Regions from separate parts of the Mus musculus genome. Here region 2 is linked to region 1. Evidence: chromatin contacts called from public ChIA-PET data. All regions are on one chromosome and are shown on one strand. Each heading gives the region's core, a stretch centred on a gene start, on an enhancer-like site or on the middle of the called end of the contact. The rest is flanking DNA. Distances are from core to core; before and after follow the strand shown. Region 1 overlaps Abcb1a (ATP-binding cassette, sub-family B (MDR/TAP), member 1A). Region 2 has its middle 14 kb from the start of Gm31449.

What was found. ChIA-PET counts read pairs in DNA pulled down with a chosen protein or histone mark.
Region 2: a contact with region 1 is called in an RNA polymerase II ChIA-PET map of effector CD8 T cells, with 10 read pairs. The contact joins two enhancer-like sites. A contact is called at or near these places in 1 of 484 Hi-C or Micro-C datasets (the HPC-7 cell line) and 2 of 115 datasets of contacts at active chromatin or transcription factors (effector CD8 T cells and memory CD8 T cells).

Annotation. Positions count from the first base shown.
Region 1 is chr5:8,665,226-8,672,181 of GRCm38.p6, forward strand. All of the region lies in intron 5 of Abcb1a (ATP-binding cassette, sub-family B (MDR/TAP), member 1A), which reads left to right. Among named protein-coding and RNA genes, the nearest start is that of Gm31157, 27 kb to the right of the region's middle. Within about 2 kb of position 4,571, at least 34 of the 459 cell types and tissues checked have an H3K27ac peak or open chromatin away from gene starts, as enhancers often do. A contact at or near this core is called in effector CD8 T cells and memory CD8 T cells, where this site is marked.
Region 2 is chr5:9,056,570-9,063,090 of GRCm38.p6, forward strand. No RefSeq gene overlaps it. Among named protein-coding and RNA genes, the nearest start is that of Gm31449, 14 kb to the right of the region's middle. Within about 2 kb of position 2,957, at least 36 of the 459 cell types and tissues checked have an H3K27ac peak or open chromatin away from gene starts, as enhancers often do. A contact at or near this core is called in effector CD8 T cells and memory CD8 T cells, where this site is marked.

The DNA.
Region 1 (6,956 bases), core at 3,321-5,820:
CCTGGGAGGACGCTCAAACAATTGAGTCCTGCTTTCTATAATCCACTCTTTCCACACTGGTCATGTGATGAAGTGTGGAGGACAGAAGAAGTACCTTGTAAAATGCGTCTTTGTACATTCATAATAAAACATAGATTTAGGTAGGAAAAACAGTTCCATGTCTCGCACCCATGGACTCTGGTTATCATATATCATCTGCATCTTCTTCTGATGTTTGCCCTTGCTGTGGCTCCTTTGTTACGTGCCTTTGTTCCTCTTCTTGCTCTTGTCATTATTGTTGCTGGTGGTTTTATTTTGTGAAAAGAGTTCGTGTATCTTGGCCTTTAACTCCCTGTGTGCCTGACGAGGATCTTGAATTCCTTGACATCCTCCTGTCTCTACCTCCAGAGTGCTGGCAATGTCGAAGTGCTCCACAGGTCATCACAGACATAATTCTTTTTATTTTAGATTTTATTCTTCATTTTAAAGATTTCATTCTTATACTCTTGCGTGAGAAGAAACTTTTACATTAGAGTTGAATTTATTCCTGAAATTTAATTTATGCAGTTTCCTTAATACCAACATAGTTCTGTATTATTGTTTAGGTTATTGTTGTTATCCTGTTTGGTTTAGTTTGATGCCAGGGGTCCACTCAGGGCTTTTTGCATGCTAAGAATACCAGAAAATTGCATCTTTATCTCTGTGTTTTACTTATTGTTTCTAGGTTATAATTTCTTAAAGACTTGAGGGTTTTTTTAAATATATATTCAGGAAATGTACTCTAACTATTATGTAAAGTTACTGCTAACAATATTCAATTCAAGCCACACAGGGGAGGTGGGAAAGAGAGGGGGCTGATAGAGGAGAGGATAGAGGAGAGGATAGAGACAGAGAGAGACATACACACAAATATAAAGTTTGAATGTGAAGTAGTAATAACCTCACATGTATAACAATATGTGTCAGACATTGTTATAAATACTTCCCGCACAAACATATTTAATCCTTAAGCTTTTTTCTGAGATAGATGCTATTATTATAGGTTTACAGAAGAAACAGGGCAAGCCCCCAAATACCTACTAAGGTGAAGGTAAATGGGATGCATTTAGGTCTTTTGACTAAGTGCTGTAATTCTTAAATACTATTCTAGTTACACTGATGAATGTGGGGCTTCCTTCTAAGCTTACATACTTTTCCTATACAGCCCAAGCCCACCTCCCTAGGGATGGTGTTTCCCAGTGGGATGAATCGTCCTATATCAATTACCAATCAAGGGATTTCTCTACAGATAGCCTCGTAAGTCAAACTGATGGAGGCAGCTCTCCAATTCTGGCTCCCTCCTCAGATACATCAAGTTGACAGCCAAAATTAGCCAATATAGGTGTCTTTCTCTTGTCCCAAAGAGTTGATATGGAAAACTGGACCCTAATGTTTATGTAAAACCTATAAACACAGATGTATATTCTGAAGGTTTTAGGGTAAATTTTAATACTATTGCAATGTTTTTTGTTTTTTAAAATACTTTCTAGGTAAGAATAAAACATGCATATTGGGGATTTCAAAGAACTCTGAGACTAATGACTTACTAGGAGAACTCAGAACTCAGGATGTTCCTATAGATTGGGTGATGTATTTAATTAGCAATAATGACATCTCAGATAAACCTCAGTGGCTATGACAACAGCTCTCTGAAAAGCTGCAGCTAAGTTTTATTATTACAAGAGGATACAAAAAAAAAGTCAGTAATGGTGAAAGTCACATGGAATGAGGTTCAGAAGAGAACAAACTCCCAGAGTTACCTGTCCAAAACACCCATTTCACCAGCAAGGAGTTGCAAGTTATGACAACAGATTCAAAATAATGCTTGTTGGTGGCCCTTCAGTGACAGGGCCAAGGTTCTCACTCTGAGCTGATCATTAAGGAACTTCCTACATAGCATGTAACAAAATTGTAGATTTATTCACTTAGCATAATTCATACTGCAAAATGGCCACATTTACCATTTACAATGATGGATCCTTCCCAGATTCACATGCTAGATACCAAATATCTAAGTGGTTTTCTCTAAACATTTCTGGGCTCTTTCTGCTCCCAAAGTTCACTTATGTTTACTAGGGAACCTTAGCTGTCTTGAGGGAATGGCTACAAAGCAAACAACTCATGCACATTTTTATACCAGTTTTCTTTTTATGTCAGGCCTCATTTTAGTTAGAAACACAAATGTAGAATAAACTTGAAATGAAGTAGGGGAAACTGGACAGGTGGAAGTAAAAGAAGAAGTGCCAAGTTGTTTGTGATTCCTTTAAAATGAGCTCCTCAAAGTTCACACACCCTGTTAGCATTTTGTGGCAGATTTAACCCTGAGCTGTCTACACTATGCACCATATTAGCCATCATCATTCTAAATGCATGGCAGCACTCAGAGTCAGGAACCAGTCCTTGGTCAGGACCTTACATGCATTGTCTGATGTTTGAAGTCCTCTTATCCTCTTATCATAGCTGGGCAGAATGCACACTAAGAAGTTATGTAATGTTCTACAATTCACAGTCACATACCTATTGTACTGGAAGGTACAACTTTTCCCTAGATACATGAGTAGACTATTTCTTTTTAAAACTGTAATCGTTTGTGATAGCATACGGTTGGTTAAAATGTAACCTCTCTGAAGCTGAAGAGTTCTTTGTTAATGCTGTTATCTTACGACCATCTGGCCATTGAAGACTTTGCCGCCTGGCTTAGTGTCTTCTTCCCACTCCTGATCTTCTTACTCACCCTGTGACTTTTATTGTTATATGAACAACCACTCCTTGACCTTTATAACAGTGATAATCTTACAAACCTACCCGAACTTGGATCTGTTCCCTCCTGTTCTTCACGGTAGAGACACCCAGTGTTAGTGAGGTGTTTGTTTCTTTAAAGTCTTACTGTATAGTCCATGCTGCCTTGAAACGAGCATATTCTTTCTAGCTTAGTAGAAGTAATGTGATTATAGTTGTGTACCACCACACCTGGCCCAGTTCTTACATCACATCATTCACTTGAACTTTGAACTTTGGTTCCCACCTCTTCTCTACACAGCTACGGTCACTCCTTTTCTTCCATTTCCCCAGTCTTTCTGAATGGAGTTTGGCCCATTGGCAAGTCTCTTAAATCTTTGCTGCCAATTAGCTTGAATGTTTTGGAATTTGGTTTCTATCCCTATCACTTACTCAGCTCTGTGGATATCTGAAAACTCTGCCTGACTTCGAAGCTGCCCTTGTCATGGCCACTGCATTGTTTCTGTGATACTACAGTGTGGTTTTCCTCCCACCTCTTTGTCTTCTGGTGTCACCTTTCCCCTTTAGGAGTTTCTCAATCCTGTATCCCCTGAATCACTGACAAAGCTGGTATTCATCTGCTTCTTTACAGATGTTTTTGAAATGTGTTTGATCCTCATGCCAAGCACTCTTTCTATCCATTCACAATGATATCCCTTACTTACTCCTCCTTGCTCAGCTTCATTTACCTATGCCCCAGTCATCCTTCTATTTTAGTAGCTGTATCAGACCAGACTGTTTTCTTTGACTCAATTATAACATCCCCACCCATACTCTGCCTTTGCCAATTATACTTACACCATGGTCCTCTTCTCCTAAGATGGCTCTGTCCATGAAGTCATGAACTCAGATGTATCAGTTTCAGTTATAGCTTCTGATTCCTTCTAAAGAAAGCTAGCTCTTTTTATTATCACTCTTTTTGACTCTGTGCATTTATTCTATAGTGTTGCTGTAGAAAATGCCATTAGGTAGATTTAAGAAGAAAATGCCACGAGATAGATTTAAGACAACACAAATTTATGCTCTTCCAGTTCTTGGGTAAACTAAAGTCAGTGTGTCAGGAAGATTGCATTCATTCTGGAGGTTCTTGGTAAGAATCTGTTTCCTCCCCATTTTGAGCTTCTAGGGGCTCTTACATTCCCATGTCCCCTCCTTGGTATCACCATAGTCTCTGAGCACCTACCTGCCTCTTAGAAGCATCTTTATGATTACAGTGGGTTTATCTGAATGTCCCAGGGTAATCTTTCCCAGATTCCTAACATCTGCAGTCCTGTTTACCATGTCAGACAATGTAAGAAAGCACATTCACAGACAGTGTCCCAGGGCCAGACTGTGCACATGTTAGGAGTGACATTCCTTTGCCTCTCGTTCCTGGCAAGGCTTTATTTTATTCTAGCAGCCACTCCAGCTTCATACTTCCCAAGGCCAACCTGTCAGAGTCACACGAGTTCACTTCAGTCCAGTCCTTCGAGTGCTGTACTGCTTTTCTTCTCTACTTAAGGGTTCTAATGCGTTTCCTTTTTACTTAAGGGAAACTTTGGAGTAAAAACTAAGCTGTTTCTTATATGCATACCATTTATGGTATGACTCTCTTATTTATGATCTAATTACAGACATCTGCTCCCATTCTTATTATAGTGTTTGTTCTTTAATATATACCAAGCTTGTGTCTACTTAAGCATCTTTGCATGTATGCTTTCTACTTGAATGCATGACTTAGAGATCCCCACAACAAAAGCTGCATCCTTCCTGTTACTGAGGTTTCATCTCAGAAAGATGTTCCCTGACCTGCCTGTCTAAACCCACTGGCCCTATCAGTCACCTGAAGTTATATCCTGTAACTGCTTAGCCGCTTCCCCACTGCTGATGTTTCTCTTTTTCCTGAATGTGTGCTCACAAGAGTGGAGTGTTTTAATGTTTTGCTCACTGTTGTTCCTCAGGAGTCTAGAAGAGTGCTCAGAGCCTTAGTAGGTTCCTAGACACTGGGTGGATAGTGACCATATCCATTCCTATTCCCAACTGCATGCACTCTAAGCATTCTAAGGACAGGTAGCCTGTGTTACCCACCATCATTGCCAGTACTTAGAGCCAAACATGAATCTCATTAGCTCTTTAAACAAACTTAAAATGTTGAATGAGTGAATGAATTCTCTAACTCAGTGGCTCTAGTGAAGTCATATTTCTATTCATGCCATGAATATTATCTAAAGGGCTTTTCTGCCTGTACTTTCCACTTCTTCCCTGGCACGATTCACCTTTAGCTTTCAATACCAGTTTGTTTCGTTCTGTGTTCTTGGTTTACTTTCTCTGTCCTTTCTACCAGTCTCTAACCAAATAGTTTCCATTTCCTTTTATGTTAAAGGCCTTCAACTATAACTAGTTAAGTTATATGCTTATACAGTCTTATGCTGTACCTGATATGTTGTTACAACTTTGCCTTCTTCTTCTTTGACTATGAGAGTCTGAAAATTCTTAGTTATGTTTGCAAACCAATAATAGTAATGGATATTTCATGTTTCATACTACCTTCTTGATAAAAGTTTTCTGCATTGCTTTGTAATCTTTGTAACAGCTGTGTTGATTTTTTTAAAACATTTTATAAATACCAAAACTGAGGCTCAATTTTTTTTAGTAATAATAAATTACATCATCTCTCCCATTCTCTTTCTAGTTCTATAAGCCACCCTCTTCCAAGTTCCTGGCCTCTTTTTACTTATATATGCATCAACATATAAACACAACCTGCTGCATCCATGTAGCCTTGTTTGTATGCGTATCATTTCAGGACTGACTGCTTGGTGTTAGCTAACCCATCAGGGGCTCATCCTTGAGGAGACTAATTCTCCCTCTCTCAGCAGTTCTTGGTTGTCTGTAGTTCTGTTTTCTGGGGGTGAGGCTCAATGAGACCCCCCTCCCCCACATCCAGTTTAGCATGTCTATTAGTGTTGCCCTTCTTCAGGTTTTGTGTAGACAAGTCTTATTGAGATATCATGAGTAAAAGTTCCCTGTAATTTCTAGGAGGCACATTCTCACAACAGACTTCTTGGTCCTCTGGCTCTTCTGCCCCATCTTTTGTAATGTTCCCTGAGAGACCCTCTACTTGGCCACACCAGCCTCTTTCCTAATAAATTATAAAGTTGAGTCATTTGGTGTCCACTTTCATCCTGCTCACTGTTATGTGACCACTTTCCTCAAATCTCATCCTTTCTTTCACAAGGTCACAAAGAAATGAGAAAGCCAACTCCTCTTTCTATCTCTGTTGCTAGAAATATATCAATATCTGTGTTCATTCTTCGCTCATTCCTGTCTGAGATGAATAGAAATACTTCTCTCTGTTTTGGAAACCATCTTCTCTTTGCCAAGTTTTACTATGTAAAATCTCAAACAAGAAAGAATAGAAAACAACACTCATAAATACATCATGTATGGCTAATAATTACTAACATGTTACCATGTCATGTTTCAGCTACATCTACAAGTTTCAAGGTATTTTATATATAGCCATGTCACTTTATTAATTTCAAAGGCTTTTCTGTAAAACATTTCCTATAAAATATATTTACCCTATTTATCAAGACATTTTCTTAATATTATATTTTTTACATTCAATTTCCCAAATTATCTAAAAAATTGTGTTTTGCAGTTGGTTGGTTTAAAATAAGACAACTGGGAAGAGTGTTCATTGATTTCTCTTTAGAATGGTCTGAAAGAAATGGACAAGAATGTTCTACCTGATACTCCGGTTATGCCATTTCCTTGGAACATCATTACATTTAGTGTTCCATGCCTAGCCTTTTATATGTAGAAGTTACATCTAAATGTTTTATTGCATTTAGATGAAACACTTTTAGTAAAGAAACAACAACAAACAAACAAACAACAAACCTCTAAAAACAGCAAATGTCATGGTATTTCCCCATTTATTTATGGTGTTCTTTGATCACTTGTTTAAGACAATGACAACTTTCTATACCATTCCCTAGCAGTGAAAAGGAGTTACAGGGCATTGTGAGACCATATTGCTTCACTTCCTAGTTTTGTTTCCTACAGATGATACCCTTTCCCAGGTTACTGAAATAATTACTTCCTTTATTTTGTAGGCGATTATCCCAGCTTACTTCCTATGTTTCTACCATCTGACTCTTTGCCTGGCTTACCTG
Region 2 (6,521 bases), core at 1,707-4,206, 390 kb after region 1:
ACCTTTAATAAAGACTCTGATCAGTTGATTAAAGGCCCAACCTATTCCCCTATGACTTCATTTTATTGAATGTGTCTACAGTTGTCATAGAGACTGACCAGAAAATGGGAAGATTAGTGTACTGGCTAGTTTTGTGTCAACTTGACACAGCTGGAGTTATCACAGAAAAAGGAGCTTCAGTTGAGGAAGTGCCTCCATGAGATCCAGCTGTGAGGTATTTTCTCAATTAGTGATCAAGGGGAAAGGCCCCTTGTGGGTGGTGCCATCTCTGGGTTGGTAGTCTTGGTTCTATAAGAGAGCAGGCTGAGCAAGCCAGGGGAAGCAAGCTAGTAAGGAACATCCCTCCATAGCCTCTGCATCAGCTCCTGCTTTCTGACCTGCTTGAGTTCTAGTCCTGACTTCCTTGGTGACAAACAGCAGTATGGAAGTATAAGCTGAATAAACCCTTTCCTCCCCAACTTGTTTCTTGGTCATGATGTTTGTGCAGGAATAGAAAACCTGACTAAGACAATGAAGAAAAAATTATAAAAAATTAGAAATTTATATAAAGTACATATTACCTAGAAGTAAGATCAATAATCATCCAACTGTAATTCCCCCAAAAGAAACCCCCCCAAAAAACAAAAAACAAAAAAACAGTTTAACCTGCAATTGTCACATCTAACCGTCTATCCTGCATCCTGAAATGACAGAAGGAGAAGAAGGAGAAGAAGAAGTTGTAGTGGTAGTTAGTAGTAGTAGAAATAGCATAAATTGACACAAACTAGAGAGAATGATTCAGGAGCGGGGAACCAAGGAACTGTGTCCATCAGATTGGCCTGTGGGCATGGGAGGATTTTCTTGATTAATAGTTGATGTAGGAGGACCGAGCCAGCTCTGGGCAGTCCCATTCCTGGGTATGTGGTCAAGGCCATAGAAGATTGTGTAAGCGATGGAGAGCAGCCAGTAAGCATCATTCCTCTATGATCTCTGCTTCAGTTTCTGCCTCCTTCCCTGGCTTCCTTTGATAATGGACTCTGTAAAACAAGTCAACCTTTCCTCCCTGAGATGCTTTTGTTCATAGTGTTTATCACAGTACAAAGATCAAGTAGAGCAATTCCTTATCAAATCGACTATAGTCATAAGTGACCTATGTAAGCTTACATCATACCCCCAGGTTTAATGTAGAGTAGCCAAGGAAAGCTTGCCAAGTGCGAGCCTTTGTAGAACACCTAATTGATAAAATCTCCTGTTCACTAGTCTTGGCTCTGAATGCTTTCCTTTCTTTACATTATTTCTCCTTGACTCCCACTTTCTTTCCAGTGTTTCACTGTGTGTTAGACCAGGCTGCTCTGGAACTTGCAGTGATCTGCTTTCTTTGTCTCCTGAGTACAATTTACAGAAGTATGCTACAACGCATAGCTTAAATATTTTTTCTCTAACAGTGAAACCTGGTGGCACTGGGAGAAAAAGTCACCGTAGAGCCTTTGTATCTCTCCTTCAAAACCTCACCAGCCTTCCTCACCAGGAGTGTAATGGCTCTCTTTCTGAATACACTAGACCCTTTGGTTCCTATGTTGATTCTTCTTAATTGACACATCTTAATTTTATGTATTTGTGGTGTATTTTGTGACACTTCAATACATGTATATAATGTGTGATGATCAGAACAGAGTAAGTGCTCTGTAGTCATACATAACCAATGAGTTGACTGGAATTGGGTGGGGAGGACAAAACCTCATTTCAGTTAGGACTTGGCTGTGCACTGACAAGTTTATGGTATCATATATCACCTAGGCATCTTCCAGTCCCAATCATATTAAGGTTTAATCTCACACTTGACCTTCTTAGTTTTTTGAGACAGGATTTCTCTGGGTAGAGGCGACTGTCCTGGAACTTACTCTGTAGACCAAGCTGGCCTTGAACTCACAGAGATCCATCTGCCTTTGTCTCCCAAATGCAGGGATCAAAGGTGTTCACCACCACCTCTCAGATTACTCTGAATCTTTTATCTCCTAATTTTACTTGATACGTTTTATAACTCCTTTCCTTTCAGGCTGGTGCTATCTTCCTTCACTAGTAATTAAACTAATCCTAATTGTTCTGCCTGATTTTTATATTACTAATATATATGGATGCATATATGTTATAATACTTATGCATTTAGATATATACATATGTATATGTGTGTGTGTGTGTGTGTGTGTGTGTGTGTGTATGCCAATAATTCACCAACCTTTATTATGTAGAGTTAACAATCAAAACTCCAATGCTTGCAAGATGGCTCAGTAGGTAAAAGAATTTGCTGCCAAGCCTGACCATCAGAGTTCAATCCCTGCACTCCCACGTGGTGGGAGGAGATAACTTAACCTTGCAAGTTGTCCTCTGTTGTCTACACACATTCTGAGTAACGCACGAGCGCGCGCACACACACACACACACACACACACACACACACACGAAAAAATAAAATATAAACACACTACCAAAAGTCTCCCTTCTTTCAATGGAAACCTAAACCATGGAATGCAACCTTATTTCATATCTTAGGAAACTGTAAAATTTTGCTTCATTTCTAACACGATGTAAGAAGTATTTTCTTAGTACAGCTAACACAGGTTGAAGTATGAAAGTTTCTCAGTACAGAAACACAGGTTGAAGTGTGAAAGTTTTTCAGAGGCAGCAGTTGGTATCTTCCCTGAAGTTTCCCTGGCACTTTTACTGAATGTTTTCTGTACATTCTGGGAGATGTTGTACCAAACGCATCACCCGCTAGGGAAGGAGGGGCTGTGATGCTGCTGTGACATCAAAGGTAGAAGGGGGTGAATGTTCAGCTAGTTTAAGCAAGGAGAAGCAAAAGCATAAATTGAAAACTACATCAATTGAAGCGCAAACTCCTCCTCATCCAAAAGAGCGGAGGTTATAAACAAGTTTGCTGGGCAGACTGAGTCAGAGACTGAGTAGTTAAAATGAAACAGAAAGCACTAGCAACTCCCAACACTGAACTCTGGGTGGTGTAAACTGCTAACAAATTCCACTCCTGGATGAGGAAACACAAATTGTTTTATGTAATTAAAAGTTCAACCATTCCCAAAGATTTCTATTTTGGGGAATAGAAACTGGAGGAAGCAAAGTAATTGAGTGTTGATTAAAATTAGAAAATCAGGTTCCCTAACTCTATTGGGGGAAAATCCCTAAATCATTTTCCCAGCAAAGAGGGAAGCCATGCATATTTCTCTCTGGCATTAACAATGGCTGTGTGGAGAGTGATTCATTAATTGGTTTGCTAACAAATAGCATGCCCTACTTTCACACACTAAGATTGTTTCCACGAATGCAAGCAATGGTCTGAAGCAGCCATGTTCCTAACAATGTGGAGCTGCAAAACAAATTTCAGAAAAGGGTCGTGAGTTTCCTAAAAGGTGGGGAAAATGAATTAACATTATTCTGGTCTCTTTCTGAGGCTAATATAGATGGTGAGGATGACGCATCGGGGTCAAAGCCATTAATCTGCTGTAGAATTTAATCCTGATAAATGAATAAAAGGCTATAAACAAGTTTATTGTAAATATCTCTTGAATAAGAAAACCGTGAATCATCTTCATGTTCAGAAATAGTTATGAGTTTCTGGTTTTCCAGTGTAAGAACCCAAGGCAAGACTTCTGTAACAGGTATAAGAGTTGACAGTGACAGCTACAAGTGGAAGCGACGATGTCAGCTCCCCGTTTTCCAGTTAAAAGAGTAGCAGGTATGAAATATAAGACGAAGCTTTCCCTCTGGCCGTTCTGAGGAAGAAAGCCAGTACGTTATCTGTGGGAAGCAAGCGCTCGACTGCACAGCCACATCGGCCGACAGTTGCATTTAAGCTGCCGTCAGCCTACCACGCATGTGCTGAGCCCACGTGGTATGAGGGTACAGTTGTTTCCTGTGCTGCTATGTCTACTCCTCAAAATCTTTTTATATAAAACTATAAACTCACTTGGGTAACACCTAGTGAAGGCTTCTTAACTTATGTTAATAATCTCTGCTTTTGATGCACTAGTTAGCGTTCTTTGAGTGAATATTTATGGAAGAAACTAAGGAATACTCTGCACGACTTCATGTTACAAGCTACTTTGGGGCCATTCTGACTTCAGTTGTGCGCTATGGGCTGTATGTGTTACTTCATACTGCTACAGTGGTGGCGTACGCCTTTAATCCCAGCACTTGGGAGGCAGAGGCAGGCGGATTTCTGAGTTCGAGGCCAGCCTGGTCTACAGAGTGAGTTCTAGGACAGCCAGGGCTACACAGAGAAACCCTGTCTCCAAAAACAAAACAAAACAAAACAAAACAAAACAAAACCTAATTCTTAAATAATAGAAAACCACCAGGAAGCAGCTCAGAGAGAGAAGTTTCAGAAGTAGGATTCCAGTACTAGCTAGACTCTCACATCTCCCCTCTTCCCACTCTGCCACCTCCTTTCTGACATCATTACTCCTGATTTTTGTTGCTGCTTCTACCATGTCCTTAAGACTATCTCTTACTTTGCCTTTTAAAGCTATCTCTATGAAATGCATGAGAAGTTATTGGTACTCTCATAAAATCAACAGTAGAGTTGGGAGGATGTGATTCATCACCTGCCTAAGCCAGAGTAGGGAGCATGACCTGCATGAAGTAATGAACCATGATTCTGTACATTGCATACATTCTATAAACCCACCTGACGCTGTGCTCTTCTTTTATCTCCATTTTGAAGGTGATATAAATGAAGAGGAGAAAAGAGGAAACTTTGTCAAGGATCCCGAACCATAAACTCATAATGGGTCTGTTTGTCCCCAGGTTTGGGCATATTCTTGCTCCTAGTCTCTAGGTTTCAGCCTTTGTAAGGCAAGCCCAGTAGGTGTTTAGTCAACCTTATATCCATAATTGCCTGACCTCTCTAAGGGGTGGCTGTCTTCTGAGGTCACTCCTTCATTAGACTGCCCAGGTCATTCGCGACACTGTTTTGGACTCTTTCTAAAGTCATTGTGTTCCAGTTCTCTTATATATTGTCCCTCCCTGTTCACAGAGATCTTCTCCTTACACTGGGCATGCTTAAATTTCTCCTTGCCCATTTGACTAAACCATTTCCCCAACCCCTAGTACCTTTTCCCTGGTTAGTAGAGCCATTTCCAACCCAGCATCTCCTCCACATTCACAGTACAATAGGAGAGATGCTGAGGAAATTTTGTGAGGAGGTAAACTGTAGTCCATAGTCCATCTACTCCCAATGTGTCAAAAGCCGAGCCTTTCCTTGGTCAGGGGTCTGTATGTAGGAAGATATACATTGCCTGGGAAGAGGGAAAGGGACAGTATAAGGGGTAGAAAGTAGTCCTTTGGGTCAAGATCCCAAAAGGAAGAAATAAATTCCCGAACAGCTGGAAAAAAAAGAAAAAGAAATTCTCCTTGCCTACAAGCAATGCCTTACCCACTTTCCTTTATATGACTCTCCCTGGAAAGCCCACTTTCCCATTAGATGCCCTGCCCTTCTTCTGTAACACGGCTTACCACTACTGCGCCTCAACAAGCTTTTTAAATGTGCTCAGCAGGTAAGAACTGTCTTTTCTGTTCTTCTCTATACGTGCGTGGTAATGAATAATAATGACAGCAGCTACAGCGGTGAAATAGAGCTGAAGTTCCTGATGCGGTGTCAGGTCACATAAAACATAGACATTATTGTCTTAAGGATCTCTGGTAGACCTGACCTGGCAGAATTGCCACCACTTTCTCTTGGCAGCTTCTCGAAGTCATTAGTGAGAATCTCCCAACAGAAACTTTGACATCCCAGACCTCTGCATGCCTGACTCTTGATCACTAAACGAGGGAAAGGAAAGTATTTTGCAGATATTTTTATCTTTGTTTAGAGATTTTATTGACATGCTACTGTGTGTTCTAGCAAAAGCAGTGTGGCTGCAAATACCTTCCTGTGACGGTCAGTGTGTTTGCAAATATAATAATGTAATCATTCTTTGAGGATTTCATACACGCACACAATGCATTTAGATAATTTTCACACACACCCCACTCCTTTTTCCAACTCCTTCCTAAGCGATTTCCCTCTGTGATGGCTCTTCTTTGTTACCAACTTGACTACATCTGCAATTAACTAAAACCCTAGTGGCTGGATACACCTGTGAAGGATTTTTCCTATTCGATCATTTGAAGTGGGGAGACCCACTTTTAATCTGGATCTTTTATTTATTTTTTAATTAGATATTTTATTTATATACATTTGGGATATATGCTATCCCAAAAGTTCCCTATACACTCCCCCCTCCCTGCTTCCCTACCCACCCACTCCTGCTTCTTGGCCCTGGCATTCCCCTGTACTGGGGCATATAAAGTTTACAATACCAAGGGGTCTCTCTTCCCAGTGATGGATCTTTTGAAGTGGGAAAATACACCTTTAATCTGGGTAACACCTTCTAGTGGCAGCCTATATAAAAGGCATTGAAGAAGGAAGCTTGCTCTCTTTGTCTGATTGCTCTCACTCTTGCTGGCAAGTCCATTCCTTCACTGACATT